Regions from separate parts of the Gossypium hirsutum genome. Here region 1 is linked to region 2. A link is a contact called in public Hi-C data. All regions are on one chromosome and are shown on one strand. The core of a region is the stretch at or near the end of the contact, and the rest is flanking DNA. Distances in the headings are between cores, read along the strand shown. Region 1 holds the start of LOC107898062 (U11/U12 small nuclear ribonucleoprotein 25 kDa protein). Region 2 holds the start of LOC107943797 (probable trehalose-phosphate phosphatase J).

The links. A called contact is a pair of places that touch in the nucleus more often than the background predicts.
Region 1: a contact with region 2 is called in a Hi-C map of hypocotyl, with 5 times the contacts expected there. The contact joins the promoter of LOC107898062 here to the promoter of LOC107943797 in region 2. A contact is called at or near these places in 11 of 34 Hi-C or Micro-C datasets (callus, fibers, hypocotyl and 2 more).

What each region holds. Positions count from the first base shown.
Region 1 is chrA11:46,189,408-46,195,963 of Gossypium_hirsutum_v2.1, forward strand. It overlaps LOC107898062 (U11/U12 small nuclear ribonucleoprotein 25 kDa protein), which reads left to right and starts at 4,417. Exons shown (of 4, transcript XM_016823617.2): 1 at 4,417-4,844; 2 at 4,966-5,071; 3 at 5,218-5,317; 4 at 5,654-6,136. The coding sequence starts at 4,625. The coding sequence ends at 5,749. LOC107898050 (glutathione S-transferase F8, chloroplastic) reads right to left here. Exons shown (of 3, transcript XM_016823609.2): 3 at 5,926-6,531. The coding sequence ends at 6,074.
Region 2 is chrA11:45,893,488-45,899,798 of Gossypium_hirsutum_v2.1, forward strand. It overlaps LOC107943797 (probable trehalose-phosphate phosphatase J), which reads right to left and starts at 4,808. Exons shown (of 9, transcript XM_016877599.2): 1 at 4,632-4,808; 2 at 4,253-4,524; 3 at 4,027-4,167; 4 at 3,858-3,929; 5 at 3,507-3,758; 6 at 3,271-3,418; 7 at 3,098-3,168; 8 at 2,907-2,999; 9 at 2,502-2,827. The coding sequence starts at 4,635. The coding sequence ends at 2,771.

The DNA.
Region 1 (6,556 bases), core at 3,167-5,666, 300 kb after region 2:
TTTCCCTCTTTTTCTCTCTTAGTGGGTTTATAGTCTTTGTCGAGTAATTAAATTCAATGCTTTTATAATTGGAAATGGAATGAACCCAAAATTGATCTCTTATTGAATCACCCAATTTATAGGAAAAATATTTTAGTCAGTGCCTAGTAGAAATCAAGTACCTTTATATTTGGTTGATGGATGCACTCCCAACCCTAACAGATGCAGGGGCTACCATTGATGTCGTTAAGCATGCCAAATCCAATCCAAAACCCCAAAATTTTTAGTTAGGGGTCCAAAATAATGATTTTTCCAATAGTGCAACAAGTAACAATTCTAATAGCCAATGTTGTTTGAATCAAACTAGACTGATTGGTCAGATCGTGAACTGGTCAAAATACTAGTCCAGATGAGGCTTTGAAATGGTTGACTCGAGAACCAGTCAAACCGGTTTGACCACTATCTGGATTAAAAGACACTGTCAATAGATTTTATGAAGAACTAGATTGTCCTCTTACTATGCTTCGAGTAATTAGAGCATGTTTTGAACATGATATTTATATTAATATATAGATACTTTATGAAAAATATATAGTGTGTAATGATTTGAACCTCAAATAAATAAACTTAGAATTAAAATTGAATGACAAAAATACAAACTATGCAATAAACTAATATTTGATACAAAAATAATATGCAAAATAAATAAAATATTAAATGAAAAAAAGTTACACGAACATGCCATAAATACACAAATGTATCAAAATCTACATAGAATTAATTTTTCATTAACACATAAAATTTAAACCAGTTCATAATAATTTATACACATAAAAAATGTAACACCCTTTACCCGGTCTAGTCGTCGAACTTGAGTAATAGGATGCTACAACAATTACATGCAATTTATTAATAAAAAGTCTCAATCAAATATCATTTCATCACATATGAACAAGTATAACATGTAATTCAATCAATTTTGGGTTTATATCAAGCATTACGAAAGCTTAAAATCAACTCGGTATCAAACAATGATCAATTTGAAATAAAAATGAAAAGTTAGGAAAAAATTGCAAACAGGGGTCACACGGTCGTGTCCCCTGACTGTGTGAAAGGCTAAGACCCTGTGGGATGGGACACACGACTGTGTAGGCAAGCCGTGTAACAATCTGATGTCATGTAGGCTAGAGGCACACGGTCGTGCAAACAAATCGTGTAACTCACTGTTGTCGTGTAGGTCAAAAGTGTAAATATTCAAAAATATGTCACATGACCATGTCGTTGGGCCGTGTAACAAACTGTGGCTGTGTGCACCAAAAATCACCCAAAACCTATAGACTACATAGTCGTACCATATGCCTGTGCATGGCACACGGTCATGTGCCAAGACGTGTCTTAAGTTGTGTATGCATGGAAATACTTTTCAATGCAAGCTTTTTAACCCTAATTCACTTATGCCACAAGCAATGAAATATACCATATCTCAATCAATTCCAAAAGCATGAAAATTATGCCAAAACATCACTTACAACAACTATCCTAAGTGCCTAACCAATATGTCACAATTGTCACCTCAATTAATAATTCAGAATCAACTAAAACATCACATTCATACCATTCCAATATGCCTTTAATAGCACCTCATACTATTAACTAAACATGCATCAATTTAGCCATTCAAACAACATAAAATTTAACCTCTTAAACATGCATCAATATTACCAAATTACTTCCACTCAACCTAGGCATACCAATCACCTTTCCATACCTATTTCATGGCACATTACCAAATCAACTTGTAAGCATAACCACCAAACCATTCAACAAAATGACATTGCCAACATCTATACATATAACCTATACAAAATTCTCAAAAGGGCCAACATAAATCCAACATGAATATTACATAACCATACAACACCTTAGGTACATGACATGACTAAAATAAAACCATCACCAACACTTGAGTCTAGGATTGCCACTGGATGCTGAGTCAACGATCGAATCAAAAAGTACCTAATTTGCGCACGGAAAATAAAATCATATGCTGAGTATAACTCAGTGCCATTTCTATAATCCAAACATTAAAACATAACTTAATACATTTAAAATGACCAAGAAAGAATTAAATGATATTATACAATTAATATGTCATTTGTACCAATTCATACGTTCATTGATTAAATCTAATGCATTTTACTAATGTTAAAACATGGAAAATTTACTTCACATCTCTTTTGATATCTCAATTCATAAGATGGTACATTCCACCTAAATTTCCAAATCCATAATTTCAATAAACATTTCTATCACTGTTCCAATTCATTTCACCATTGAATATTCCATTACACATTTCATTTCCATTTCATATCCAGTTGCCATTTCAATAGCAACAATTACATCTCATATAGTTTATTTCCAATCATATGGATTTTGAGGACTTATTCAATATCATCATTTCAATCACAAACATTGCATTTTTATCTTTTAACTCTCTATTAACACAACTCGGACTCGGACGGATACACGTATCCAACCAACACACCAGTTTGACACCTAGTGCCTCATCAAAGAAATTTGAAACAAATAGTTGCGCCCAACGCTATCAATAAGTTTGACACCTAGTGTCTTATCGGTTTAACCGATGCAAATTGTCACCCAATGCCTCATCGACTCGTAGTCAAAGTAACCCTGAACTCTTTCTACATGCCAACTATATTCGACTTTATCTGAACAGTTAATAGGGTACTCATTACTCAATTTATTATCAATCAACATCTTATTTCACATATATATTCATCATTAAATCATTCATCCACACTCATGACAACATCAATCATCTTTATATGCATTCAATTACACATTCATATAAAATATACATTTTTCATATAATTTCAGTGTAGTCCTCCCTAGCCTTATTCAATCCAAATCAATCCCAAAACAACTCATCATATCAAAATGCCTCACCTTAAGTTCTTACCATGCAACAACGTTCAATATGCAGTAATTTATAAGTAGTTCAAATTATAAAAATACAAACCGTAAACACCGAGCTATTCGTCAACGACTTTGTCTTTTCCTTTCTTTTTTAAAGGATTTCAGTCAACGTTAACAAATTAAAACTTGAACTTGGAACCCTAAAGCCGTTTGTCTTCTTCCCTTTTTTCTTTGCTTCGAAATTTTAGAATGGAAAAAGAAATATGTTCTACATAATAATTCACTAATAATTAAATTTTTGACACTTCTACGATTTAGACTTTACACCTTAATTAAGCATTATTTCGACAAAATTACTCGACCAAAATTCAATTTAGTTCTAATATAACTCTGTAAATATTTAATAAAAATGTTTACAGATTTGATTTACGTAATAAGAGTTCTAAAACTACACTTTTCAACAACACTAACTTTTGAGTCGTTACAAAAATATAATGTAAATACAATATGAATCACTAGGATAAATTATAGAAAATATAAGATGAAGTAAGACAAAATATAAACATGACAATAAAGAACAAATTAATCTTTAATTGAATCATTATGATAAACTACATTAAACACGATAGACACAAGAATAACATGATAAAGACAAACATACACAAACATGTTAAAAAAACATACATGATATACAAAATATAAATTCATCATACTTTAAATACAAAAAAACACAGGAACATATGTAAAAAATAATATGAGCACACAAATGTGATAGAATTTAATATAAATAAATTATGGCATAATAATTTATTTGGTCTTTCAATTTTATAAAAAAAATATTTAGCTATTTATTTAATTTTTGTCTCTTTTAATTATTAACTTGTGTTTTTGTCAAGTCACCCCAAAATAGATAGAAAAATTAACTTTTTTTTTAACTTTGCTGTTGTAGCATACATGTGGATTGCCATGGATGACACATCAACATTTAATTAATTCTTTAAATTTAAAAATTCAAAAAAATATAATAAATATTTTTTAAAATAAAAATCATTAAAATTACTAAAAAAGTATAAAAAATCTTTTTTTTCATATTTTACAAATTTAAAAAAGTACAAACATTTACTTTTTCTATTCATTTTGAAGTAATTTGACAAAAATACAAGTTGGAGAACCGAAAGAGACATAAAGAGTTAAAATAACCTCTTTTGTAAAGTTGGAGGGAAAAAATCATTGTGCCATATATTATTAAAATGTAAATCTTAAATAACTTTATAATATATTAAATTTTAAAAAATAAGACATTAAATATTTCACTTTCGTCCTTAAAATGATGGCTCTTTAAATGTATAATTTTACCTTACCAAAATTATCCTCTTGAAATCATTAAACAGTTTGGTGATTTGGCTAAAAATCAGCCATGGTTAATTTTCAATTAAGCCATCGCATGCGTTGGGATAGTGCTTGTCAGCTGGGAAGAACATAATGCTTATCTGCTGGGAATCGGCGGTTTACAATGTCTAGATGTGCTCAGAGTATTGGGTTTAGGCTAGTAGCTCAAACAGTTTTAGCCCAAAGCTCTTACTCTTGGGTTGGCCCATCCTCATGAATCAAGTATTTGACTTAGAATTTCCAAAATCCAGTGAAGCATATCGGCAACCAGTATCCTTTCCGCTTGGTTTTGGGCGATTAGCGTCAGCATAGTGTATGAATGGAGTCAGGGGCGAAGGAGGAAGAGAAGGTGATGGGATACAACAGCAGAAACGTGAAGAAAGCGGCGTTACATTCAACATTGACCGCATTCCTTGACGATCCAATTCTCGCCGATGTCCCTAAGAAACCCAGTTTGTCCGATGTCGATACCCTAATGAACCTTGAATTGGGGAGTGCCATGTGTATCTCTATACTCAAATTAGATGGAACTTCCTTCGGTACACTTCGAATGCTCTTTCTCTCTCTCTCTCGCAGCTAGGCAGGCCTTTAGCCACATATAATTTGTGTTTGAAATTGAAGTCGGTACTTATTTGGATTGGCTTTCCTTGGAATTTGAAGATGTTGCGGTGATGAATTCAGCCACGGTGAAAGACTTGAAGCTCGCAATCAAGAAGAAAGTGATCGAGTTAGAGCAATCCAAGATGGGTCATCGACACATTTCATGGTTTATCATCTTGTTTATGCTCTTAAACCACCCTCACATTACTCGGTGGCATTTTGATGTATTAGAGAGAAAAAAAAAACTTCAGAGTAATTACGTTTACTATAAAGTTCTGTTTTTGAAGGTTTTTTTTTTTTTTGTGGTTATAGGAGGCACGTTTGGGCTAATTTCTGCCTAGCACACCACAATGAGAAGCTCCTTGATGATGGCGCTGCACTTCAGGATTTTGGTGTTAGAAATAATTCTCAGGTCTTATATTTGGGCCCTTCACTTTTTTGGAAATGGTTTTTTTTTTTTAATAATCGTTCTTTTCTCGTTTCCTGCTTATGATCTCACCCTGGAGCCTTAACATCCATTGACCTTGCAAATATCAACTTGAACAGGATTCATATGCTAATGAATTATGAGAATCCATCATCCCAAGTAGGTTTTTATAAATATCATTGAGAGGAATCTTAACTTAAAATTGATCTCGAAAATTGGCTCTCATTTACAATTACTGGGGCTATAATGTCTAGCAGCAGGCGGCATGTAAAATTATAAACATGAAGAATTTCTCCGAGGATGTTATGATGTGTATTGCAGGTACATTTTTTACCCTATGTTGTCTCAAAAGGTTCTGGGAGACATTCTAAGAGGAGAAAACACCGCTTCTTCCTTGGCCTGAACAAGCAATCATGATGACATTCAGTCATTGAGGCATCCTGTTTTCTGAGCCAACTCATTCCACAAATTCAATGTTCCATAGCAGAGTAAATGTGGTACAAGTACATTAATTTCTAGTTGACATTTTAAATAAATTTTAAAGCTCTTCTAATACTAAATTATTAATAAAATTAGCTTTATCATATCTCGGATTCTCAAAACCAAATACATTAATCACGTCATCATCTCCAAAAGTACACAACAAAGGCAATAACAAGAAGGAATTACAGCAAATCCCTCATAGAGTTCAACAATAAGAGTAGCATGTAGGAAAAGGCGAGCAAACAGAGCAAGGCTGTATCAACTGCTGTGCTTCTGCATATCAACTACCTTTTTCCAGGAATCACGGCTGGAAATCTCAGCCCACCACCTCCCTACATTTTTCTTGGAAGTGAAGAGCTCACCCCTGTCAGTAGCATTCACCAAATAATGTGTGTTAGGCAAGTGGGAAAGATCTGCCAATGAAAACTCATCCCCGGCCAAGAACCGACTTTCTCCTAGCCTTTTCTCGTACACCTCCAGCACTTTAGCCAGCTTATCGTGGTTTTGGTTGATCAAGGATTGGTCTTGCTTAATCTTCATTCGGGGTGCAAATGCAAGTTGGAATACCAGAACTGAGCTTGGGGGGTTAAAGCTCTGCCCTTCTGCCTCCAACCATTGATCTATTGAAGCTTTCGCCAACGGGTTGCTCCCATACAATCCCTTGTTCCCCTTCTCTGCATACTTTTCACATACATACCTACAAATCGCCCGTGACTCTACAAAATTCAATTTCCCAAATCA
Region 2 (6,311 bases), core at 3,558-6,057:
AAAGAAAATGTTTAAGTAAAACATTAATTTTTTTTTAATGATTTGGGCATGGGAACCTACATGGCAATCTATAAGTACTTCATGCTAACATGACATTATTGTCTTATATGTCATGTAAACAAATAATTTAAAAATTATGAAAATATTCAAAATTTTAAAAAAATATAAAAATCCATAAAAACTAAGAAAAATTAACATAAAGTACATGTGGATTGTTATGTGGGCTACCATATTTAAAAGTTTAACTTTTTAGTCAATATTTTTTTGTTAAAAAACAACGATTCAACTATTTTTAAAATATTGATGATCAAATTTTACTCTTTTTAAAAGGTTGAGAACCAAATTGACAAAAAATGTAAACGATAAAAGGCTAAATTTATCTTTATCCCTAAACAATTTAGTGTTTGAAAATCTTTCTTGTTGTTAACAAAACAAGCGTACAAATCTTTGAATGAGTTATGATTTGCACACAAGGTTTAAACTCCAAACATAATGGAACGAAGCATTTGCCATTAAATCACTAACATGTTAGCATAATTGATATTTGTTGTTGATATGATAATATTCATTACGTTTATAATTACAATAAACTATATGTACCAAAAGAGAGAGAGAAAAGACAGTAATAAAATAAATCCGAAGAGCATTAGGAGACCACTTTTGAATCTATTCCACTCTAGATTTCAGTCCAAAATCAGGGGCTGGAATATCCTTTTTTTTTTTTACCTTTCCCTTTATTAAAGATGCTGATGGAATAAGAGATTTTTCGTAAAACATGGTTGTTTCATAGACATGTATGTAATTATAACCCCTAGAGATGAGTTGAAAGCAAGGTGCGAATATAGAGGTGGCAACCTACAGGTCAATAACACTCGCATCTATTTATCCTGAATTGATACGGTAATAATGCAACCATTTAGAGGCTCGTCACTCATTTTGTTACCTTCTATAAGAACTTTCAAGACTCTATATATACCCTCAAATATTCCTTTTTTATCTTTACGAATTTTATAATTTATTCAGTTTTGTGTGCATACATTTTCTATAATTTTCAAAGGCAATGAATATAAGTTAAATTTTCATTTATTTTTAAAGGTTTCACGTATGATTTTAATCTTGAGCTTTTATTATTATTATTATTATACCTCCATAAATAAGAACATGTGGCCGATCAAGAGGTCACCTGATGGATGTACTCCACCTGCCACAAATTGAGAGGCTGCTAGAAGTTTCACTCCTCATTTTAGTCACTTAGCCTTTTGTTAAAGATATGATCGTTTTAGTCACCAAACCTCTCGTAAATTCAATTGCTCCGTACCTTTAATCAAAATGAATAACATGGTATATCTTGTCACAAATATTCTTGTCCCATTGAAGACATCCACCCCTACTTATCCTACAATGATGGCTCGATTACAAGTCCAATACATTAATATTATTTTGCACAGGACCTCACCTATAAAGAGCCCCTAAAACAATGAAGAGCGGACCAGCTCTTGAATATACTTGCCTATACTTTGCCAACTTACCTTCAGCACTCCAACACATTAATATTATTCTGCACAGGACCTCACCTATAAAGAGCCCCTAAAACGATGAAGTGAGGACTAGCTCTTGAATATACTTGCCTATACTCTGCCAACTTACCTTCAACACTTAGTCTTCATACTTTCTTAACCTCTAGTCTCTATAACTTTCAACTCTCGGTCCCAATTGGGTGAAATGGCCTCCATCAACACTACTACACCCTCCTCTTTATTTCTTTCTTGTTGTACCTTTGTATCAACAATTATATATTTTTGTTTTATATTCCAAATACTTCGTGTTTTTTTATCAAATTCTTTCACTTTCAAAAGACTATAAATCTTCTCCACCCTCCCTCAGTTAGTCCTTTTACAGTGTTCACTCAGTTAAATACCAAACTGCCTGTCCACTAATGAAGTGACAAAGGCAGCGTTCTTTATAGAAAAAGCTAAAAAAAATGAACTTATTCACAGACAAGGTTGGATAATAGCTGAGAAATTTGGCCCCAAAAAAGAAATTAGATTAAAGTTAAAAGCATAAGCATAAGCATAGGCTTAGCTTCTTATTTTGAGTTAACAAAAAAAAAAGCAATAACTTAAAATTAAATTTGCAGATGCATATGCTGAGTATCTGAAATTTAAGTGGTAAGTAGCGCATCAGACTTTTTAAATCAATTTTCAATGAATATGCTTAATATTATAATTCCCTTCCACGAGAAAACTTTATATTCATCACAGATATAGTGAAAATGAGATAGTTTTGTTTTTTATGTTATTCGTATTCAAGTGTTATCGTCCAATGTAAGTAAACATTAGACATGAGTATGTTCCATCATTTTTTAGACTAGGCATTATAATTGCTGAACCATTTCTCAATACTTATATTTGAATATACATCCAACATAAATATTAAAAAAAATTAAATGAAGAACCAAAGCAACGTAAACTTTGCTTTTGTTAATAAGAGGGATAAAGAGATAAACAAGGAGAGTAACATTTCTATGCATAATAGACGAATTATGAAGCTACAAGTCATAACCCTTGTACCATGCTAGTTACAAGATGTGCAAGGCCTTCAAGCCTAAAGATACAATACATGTATTATATATATATATTCTTTTTTTTCTTGTTCATTTTTTTTTATCTTAACAAGAATTTACTACATAATTTCGTCCCAACCCTTTATATTTCTTTTTGCTAGGGTGGACAAATGTTTTTCCATATCTTCCTAACTTTTAGATTTTGAATTAAGCTCCCATAGATAATTGTTTCCATTCAACCAGACGCCGTAAAAAATCCATAACCTGCAAGAAAGGAAAGATTATGATAAGTTACCAAAACAAAAATAAAATAATACTTGTTTGTGCTAGTTTTGGAACTTACCTCATCTGGTTCTTGTAAAGAATATGATGCATTGGTGTCTTTGGGGTACTTTGAGACAAGAATTCCGAAACCTTGTCCTCTGTCTCTCAATATCTAATAACAATGGGGAAAAAAACACCACTGTTAGCACAAGATCTACAAGTTTAATAAAGCAAAGACATGCCTTGTCCTTAATTTTGAGCATTGGATACCTTAAATGCATCTTCATCTGTGCGATCATCTCCAATATAGACAGGGAAAACATCAGTACAGTTTGCGAATCCTATAAAAAGATGTTTATAATAACTGTTAGTACACATCATCCCCTCAATGCATCAAATATTATTTATATTAAAAAAAAGAAAAAAAAAAGAAAACAACTTACCAAGAGATTCTAATAAAAATTCAAGGGCTTTCCCTTTGTCCCATTTAATAGTAGGACGGATTTCAAGAACCTTTCTGCCTTGAGTTAGTCGTAGCTTGGGGTACTCCTTTAAAACTGACTTAACCTGTTGTGCCAGTCCACTCCATTTCTGTTGTTTTGAAGCAAAGGGTCAAGTGCCAATAAAATAGTCGGAATAATTCTAAGTTAATAATTGTAATTTGGCTTTTTTTTATTACCTTTTCATCAACACAACGGAAGTGTACAGAGAGACAGAACTTGTTGTTCTCCACCTTAGCTCCTGGAGTTGATTTGGTGGTCTCAACCAATTGTTTGTAAACCTCGTCAATCATGGGAAGAAATTCACTTGCTGGTTGGAAAAGAACATGTTCTGTCACTTTGTCAGTTTTGGAACGTTTCTCTGGCCCTTTAATGTCCATGCCATGACTTCCAGCGTAGTACAGTTCAGCTAATTTCACAAATTTATACACCTACAATTTGCAAAAACAATGAAAAAAATATATTTAAGTTCGGGGGAAAAAAGTTGGTATTTTTTTTTTTAGAATAAAATTTGTGGCCTGGAAATGTACCTTGTCTCTGCATCTGCCACTCACTATAGCAGTAGGAAAACACTTTGCTAGCTTTCTCACTGTCTTTCTCATCTGGTGTACATAAGCATGAAAAAGTAAGTATTGATGAAAATACCCAAAAGGGTTATACAAAGGTTAACCATAGTTTTATATAAGACAAATAGGCAACCTTGTTGGACATGAAAGCTCGATCTGGATCCTCAACAATTGGTGAAAGTGTGCCATCGTAGTCCAGAAACATTATTATTTGTTTCCCTTTCGACGCATCTATTATCTGCTCAAACATCTCCAGGGCAGATGGATGGTGTAGCTACAAAACAAATCAGAATCTTTATTGTGTTGAAGAAAGAGCAAACCCATTTTTATTGAAGGGTTGAAATAGCTTTAGAACTTACATTCCAGGCACCTTGATCATCAGGTGTGGATTTTATATGAGTTGGTGAAGAAGCTCTCATGGAATCAACCCATACACTGGCTCTTGCCCCAGCATTGATTTCAAGGTTGTGAAGCAACCTCTTTGTTGAAATGGAGATATAACCATGGGGTGCTGGCGGCTTTTGAGCTGATACCGTCACTGTGATTGACATGTTGAGGACAGATTTTGCATCAGTCATTATATTTTGACCACCACCACCTATATTCTTTGCTCTCTCTTCTAAGAAACTCACTATAACAAAACAAAGCATTTTTAGCAAAAAGCTGCCTTAAAAACTAAAAAGCCCACAGTTCTCAATAGGTCCCCAAAATACAGAATAACAACAATAAAGAACTTACCCATTTGTGGATATTAAGGTGTCTAAAAAGAACCAAGTGTTAAGATGTTAATGTGAAGGTAAAGAGGAGGAGATTTGAAACAGAGGAGTCTACAGAGTACTCAAAGGAAGAATAGGCAGAGAAATAGGGAGAAGAGAATGTATGTGAGAGAGACAGAAGGGGATTGAATGCCCATTTTATAGCAAACCAGACACAAAGCGACGAAACAAACTAAGTATGCCTCTCTCCTAAATATGGGACCCACCGTCCTCCATGACCATATCCTGAGTTTTTGCTTTAAGGGGCTCCACCGCCACGTGGTCCCACAGCCCAAATCCCATGCCTTTGTTAAAACAGCCGTCTTTAGCCTTAGCAGTGTGAAGTAAAAAGGCAGTTTTAACAGGCTGCTAGCAGTTATGCCATTTGGACCATAGCCTTGGACGGCTCGCATCATATGGGTTTGTGCCACCTGTGCTCACCAAATCGCATCATTTAGCTTGTTAGGTCTGTTCTTTAGTTCTCTATGCAAAAGTTTTATTATATAAATAAATCTTCTTTAAAACTTCACATGAAGCTAGTCAGTATATCTAATTTGATCCAATAGAAAATTATTGCTGTGTTTCTATTGGCTGAATCTAGTCCAGTCTTGAAAATTGAGACAGAACAGTGCCCAGCTCTGCCCAATGTTGGGGCTCATTTAATTAATTAATTATTGTTTATAGTTTATCCTCATTTTCTCTGCTCTTTTGTTTCTGTAAGTGGAAGCATCAGCCGATTACCATTACTTGCATGCCGAGGATGTGATTTACGGTACGAGATTCTATATATCCCTCGCTTACTCAACTTGTTCAACAATTGTCGATTAATTTCAACATAATAATTTGAGATTCACAAAGAAATTTCCTAACATGGGTTTAATCTAATCAAACAATCAAAAGTAACACATGTTTAATTCAAGAAACGGGGAATTGATTCTTCAACCCCTTTGACTGGAAGATGTTTTGAATCTCATATTATTCTGTACAAGAGATTCTTATATTAAAATTTTCTTAATTCGCTGTGGTTCTTTTATTTCTTAATTAAGTTAAAAAAATTTGGTATTTCACGATAAATACATCTGAAATAGAAAGATTGGAGAATCAAAGTCAAATCCCGTAATCAACAATCAATGTAAACGGTCCAAGTCTACAAACAACACATTGCTTTCTTCTACCTATTTTATCTAGGGATGTTGCTAAGTGAACTGAATTATACTCAAATTATGCATACTTTTAAGATAAATATTCCATATTTGGAGTTTTGGAATATTCGGACCCTTTCTTTTTCCTTTTGCTAGGCAACCGGTTTTCTTTTAATTAAATATTAATTATTAGGTTAAATGATGCTATTAGGCCATGCAGTATATGTAACTTGCAAATTTAGTTTCCATGTGACCCAGTTGTTGGATCTATATATAAAATACCATATTCCGTTGTCGAAGTTACTTACTTTTCTATCTTGCTTTATCAAAATGGAAACATAATGGTAAAATTATTTTATAAAAATTTCGAAAACATTTTTTCCTATTTTATGTAAAAAAAATCTTGCAAAATTTAGATTTCACAATATATCAACATTTAAATCATCTCCCAAATCAATTCCCAACACTTAGATTTTTCAAAACATACTAATAAACTAGATTTCTATGATTTACCATTTCAT